Linked DNA regions of Xenopus laevis: region 1 is linked to region 2. A link is a contact called in public Hi-C data. All regions are on one chromosome and are shown on one strand. The core of a region is the stretch at or near the end of the contact, and the rest is flanking DNA. Distances in the headings are between cores, read along the strand shown.

The links. A called contact is a pair of places that touch in the nucleus more often than the background predicts.
Region 1: a contact with region 2 is called in a Hi-C map of the XL177 cell line, with 4 times the contacts expected there. The contact joins the promoter of lamb2.L here to the enhancer-like site in region 2. A contact is called at or near these places in 2 of 4 Hi-C or Micro-C datasets (the XL177 cell line and the XTC cell line).

What each region holds. Positions count from the first base shown.
Region 1 is chr4L:138,229,622-138,232,321 of Xenopus_laevis_v10.1, forward strand. It overlaps lamb2.L (laminin subunit beta 2 L homeolog), which reads right to left and starts at 1,327. Exons shown (of 34, transcript NM_001094695.1): 1 at 1,166-1,327.
Region 2 is chr4L:138,163,420-138,166,119 of Xenopus_laevis_v10.1, forward strand. It overlaps lamb2.L (laminin subunit beta 2 L homeolog), which reads right to left. Exons shown (of 34, transcript NM_001094695.1): 20 at 1,306-1,537; 21 at 618-781. Among protein-coding and RNA genes, the nearest start is that of usp19.L, 28 kb to the left of the region's middle. Within about 2 kb of position 1,367, at least 1 of the 7 cell types and tissues checked has an H3K27ac peak or open chromatin away from gene starts, as enhancers often do.

The sequences.
Region 1 (2,700 bases), core at 77-2,576, 66 kb after region 2:
ATTGATTTGAATAAGAGACTGGAATACGAAAAGGAGAGGAAAAAATAGAAAGATGAGTAATAAAAAGTAGCAATAACAATACATTTGTAGCCTTACAGAGCATTCGATTTTTAGATGGGGTCAGTGACCCCCATTTTAAAGCTGGAAAGCTGTAAATAATTCTAAAACTATAAAAAATAAAAAAATGAAGGCCAATTGAAAATTGGCTTAGATTTAGCTATAACATACTAAACATTAAGGGAACGGCGAACCACCCCTTGAAATCATTGCTGGCAGTTTAGGAAATGAACAGAAATGCTCCACCAAAGAAGACTTTTGCTTATCTGAGTACATACGACTAGGGATGCACCCAATCCAGGATTTGGTTCGGGATTCAGCCAGGATTTGGCCTTTTTCAGCAGGATTCGAATACTAATTTGCATATGCAAATTGGGGGCAGGGAGGGAATCACGTGACTTTTTGTCACAAAACAAGAAAGTAAAAAAAGTTTCCCCCTCCCAATATGCAAATTAGGATTTGGTTCAGTATTCGGCGGAATCTTTCACAAAGGATTCGGGGGGTTCAGCCGAATGCAAAATAGTGGGTTCGGTGCATCCCTACATATGACATCACCGTGATGTCACGCCTCAAACAGAGTGAAAGGAATACGGCGCTGCTAACAGAGGAGAGTAATTTTATCTCATTATATATTTTAGCGAGACATATAACTGTATCCTCCATAGCAAACACTACAGGGATTATCAGTCATTTCTGGACCTGTCCGACCAGTGCCTTCCCTTTGATTTATGTTGGATTGTGATGTCATAATACGTCTCCCCCCAATAACTATTTATAGAGGAGCTAAATATGTTCTACATCTGAAATACAAAAGCCACCTCCGTCTTCAACAACTTTAACCCCTTGCTGTGGTTTAGGTCTCTAGTACTAGACTTGCAGGGAAGGAGAATGTAATTCCAGCAGGTCCCCGAAGCAGCAGCAGTCAGAGCCTACAGCTTGCAGGGGATGCTGGGAGTTGTATTTCGGCAAGTTGAGTCTTGACTAAGAATCACTGCTCTGGGTTCCAGCACTTTCCTGCTGTGCTTCATGAGCCTGACAGACAGATATAAGAACTTAAAAGTGTCCGGTAACCCCCATATTGTGTGTCCCCTCCGTACTGCACCCCTACCTTTCAAAGAGGCTTCCTCCAAACTCCATCCACCTCCGAGCTGTCAGCTCTTCCAGCAGCAGTTGCATGTGAGCCTCCTCTGAAGTTATTTCCAGTGAGGGGGAAAGAGCAGTAGTGAGGGGGGAGCCAAGCTCTGAAGTGTAACTGGCAGTCAGGAGCCAGACAACTGGCAACACAAAGCGACAGAAAGCCCCGACTGTCTCTGGCACCTTGTGACACCGGCCAATGTAAGGGTGGGAATCATACACTCCTGTTACACACTCACTCACACTGCTCTGTTGACATTATAGCTACATCCATTACATTAAAGGGGAACTACACCCACAACACAAACTGTCCTTCTAAGTGACTCTCTCCAGTCATTAGAAGTTATTTGTGAATGTAATTGCTATTGAAAGCAACATTATGCCCTTTTGTTCTCTAGTTCCGAGTGCCACAGAAGGTAGTTTTCCCTCCAGGTCTGTTGATAAGCTGGCTTCTGCTACTTTGTTTTATAAGTCAGAACCAACAGTGCAGAGAAGTTTTTATAAAGGGGTATCAGAGGTAGGACCTACAGTTGGGCAAGCAAATGAATTATGTATAATTGAGACGGTATAAGACGAGAGATCCCTTAGGGGGGCTGTGCAAGGGACACAGGGGTGTCCACTGAGGCTGGAGGAAAGGAGGTTTCACCATCAGCATAGCAAAGTATTTGTGTTGGAGGACTTTAGAAATACCATACATAATACTTAGTAAACCCTAGGAATTGATAGCAGGCTAATTTGATACGGAGAGCAGGCCAGGGCAGATTATTGTGTCCTTTGGTGCCTTCTTATATAAATAGGGTCTACCCCCCCCCCACTCAAAAGAAAAGGTGGAGAATGCGACAGGAATGGGAGAACAAGTGTAAAAACAGACGCTGCTAAAATTACCCTCATAAAAAGATGAAATGTTCAAACAGTCAGACAGGGCTTTTCTGCAAAGCACCCGACTCGCTTTAGGCAAATATTATCGGTGCCAGGGTCAGAGGTGGGGCTATAGAAGAGGGGCCCCCAGACAATAGGGCCCTCGAAAATACTTTCGTAATTAAGGGCTGTTGCGCCTTCTTCAGCTCTCAAGAGGTTGGAACTCCCAGAATTTCTATATAGTCATCAACAATAGTCTATAGGATACTGGGAGTTGTAGCTCAGAAACAGTAGAACGCCCACCTGATTGAAAGGAGCAGTGAAGGAAATCTGGGGCTGCATTCTATTTAAATCAGGGGGGTCCATAGGTTGCACTTGTAGTCCCATCACATCCCAACAGCTTTTAGTCATCAGTGGGGTGCTGAGAGTTGTAGTTCAACACTTGTTAAATGCAAAGAAAACAGATATCATTGGAGTAAATAGTCAAACTGTCAGTTTTTTTCTCATTGTCCTCAATGCCATTTTATACTCATAGTTATACTCAATTTTATTCAGTTTATATGTAATAGTTAAATTTAAAGGCCAAGCAAACCCTTAGCCATCAGCTAACCTTTAGATTCACCTTTTTCAGAACCAGAGGGGCCCAGTCCA
Region 2 (2,700 bases), core at 117-2,616:
GTTCGTATACTGTAGGGCTGCCCCCATGGAAATGCCTGGAGTGCCAGGGTAGGCTCAGCCTGAAGGCCAGTTAGGGTGTGATTTGGGGAGAATGCCTATTTGCTCTCCTAGATCCACTGGAAATTCCAGCTTGAAGGTCAGTTAAGGTGAGATTTGGGATGAACACTTATTTTCTGCCCTAGATATTCTTGGAAACCTTGTTATAGGCTAAGGGTTACTCTGTAACTCCAAGAGGAACTTGAAAAATTCTGAAGACCTCTCCTTTATGGTCTGCAGTGGTCAAAACACTACTTTTAGCCATTATTTACAGTTTAGAGCTATAATGGGAGTTTATTATGTTAGAGATATGTATCTGCTTACATTCTATGGCCCACAAGTTGGCTTGAAGAAGTACCTTGCTATGCCTGCCATATTTCTTTTATCTGTCCTATAGAAACAGTACTGATAGTGCATACTAATATGTCAAATATACAGCTAACCAGTTACTGGGCATCACATTATAGGTAACAATACACTAGGTTTCTGATGTGGGTGAGTGAGAGGTACTTGAGGTGCATGCCAAATATTGTAAATATATAAATTTTCACAAGAAAGTGACTAAAGATTACAGCACCCACCTGAGTACCCCTGTTTGCAGTTACAGATGACTTGTCTTGAACGGGGGTCTTGTTGACAGGATGCTGCGAAATGTCGCCCACTGGTGGGTCCCTCTGGGCAGGGGCAGGGACGGCAGTGATCCCCTGATCCGAGTACTGGGTTTCCAAAAAAGCCTGCAATGCATCTGTTGGGAAATGGATAAATGGGGAATTACTTGAATAAAAAAAATATATATTTGTATATGTTGTGTAGTTTGGTTTTCATACAGTAGAATATTTGTTATATTATATGATCATTTGCTGTACTGCCTAAAAACTAGGGGTTCCCCTGTCTAATGCTGAGCTTGTATTCCATTACTGGCCCCAATCAGCTGATCAAGCCCCAGTTACATCAGGTCATACCCCTAGACCTCAATAACGTAACTAGGGGGCGCGGGGCCCGGGTGCAGGCCATGCAGATGGGCCCGCCCAGAGAAGATTTTTCCGGCGGATTCACATTCATGCAAACAGCTGGCCTGAGGGGGTGCGGACCCTGGTGTAATTGCACCCTTTACACCCCTAGTAGTTCCATCACCGTCAAGGTCACACCCCTTGCTAGATTCTTGTAAGAGCTTTATAACAAAAGACATATTACATATAAGCCACTTCTTATCATCCTTATAGGTGCAAAAAAAGGTCCCATAAAATGCACTATTGGCACTTAACCCACCTCTCACATCTGTCTCCAGTGCTGTGGTCTCTGCAGTTCAGACACGCCCCTGTTCTCTGGTCGCACTCTTCCGAATGACTGTTGCACTGACACTGCCGGCAGTTCGGGAAGCCCCAGTGGCCAGGCTGGCAGCGGTCGCACCTGGAACCAAATGCTCCTGGCCGGCAAGGACACTGACCCGTGCGCTGGTCGCAGAAATTCTGGCTGGATCCCTCTTTATTGCACTCACAGACTGAAAGCACAAACAAGGCAAAATCATAAGCTGAATCTGTTTCTCTGTTTGAGCAAATCCTGGCTCGAAAATCTGGGGCTCATTTATGAATATACTATAAATTGCATCAATGTAATCACCAATAGTAATCTAATATTTACTTTCATTTTCTAACTTGTAGTATAGTGATCAAAGCTGAACACTGATTGATTAATAAGTTCCCCCTTCTTGGTGTTACTGGAGGCCCACCTAGCACCCATCAGTTTATTATTCTCATCTAATATCCCTTTAACCCTAGTATGTGGGATTCTAAGGTCCAGTAGGGGTTCTGGAGCATTAAGGGGTTCAAAATTGCTTTAACACCACCTACAGAGGATAGCCTGGATATTTCCACTGCATTTTGAGGGAAGCCTATGACTAAGTGCCCATAAGGCACGAAACGCGTAAGGTTACTGTTTTTGAGTTTATATTTGTTAAATAAAATACTTTTTTTTAACTGCATCAGCTATTGGAGTGAAGTCAGGTTTGTGCCAGCCCACTACTACATTATGAGGGAAGTGCAGGGTGCCACTCACAATTAATGGATGGCAAGCTGCATTGTGGGCAGAAAACATGGTGCTTTTAACCTATTTTTTACCACTTTCCACCTTGCTGCCCCTAAGTGAACCTGTTGGCCCATTCACATGAAAAGTCTTTGTTTAATATCTTCTTAAATCTAGGGCCCACTCATGTCTAAGGTCTGCCCTCCAAGTAGGCATGCCCCAGTAACAGTTTTTACAGGAATGGCATCTGTTAGCTGAAAGCCCATTATCCAGAAAGCTCTGAATTACAGGAAGGCCATTTCCCATAGACTCCATTTTATCAAATATTTTAAAAATAATTTCCTTTTTCTCTGTAATAACAAAACAGTACCTTGTATTTCATCCCAACTAAGATATAAATAATTATTTTTGGAAGCAAAACAATCGTATTGTGTTTAAATAATATTTAAATAATTTATTTAATAGACTTAAGGTATGGAAATCTAAATTACAGAAATCTCTAGAATCTGAGCATTCTGGATTAGTGATGTGTGAATTGTTTTGCCAGCCATGGATTTGTGGCAAAATTCCGCACTTCACCATCTGCTCATTTTTTTTCACAAAACTGCGGCAAAAATTTGCCACGACAAAAGAGTCGCCAAG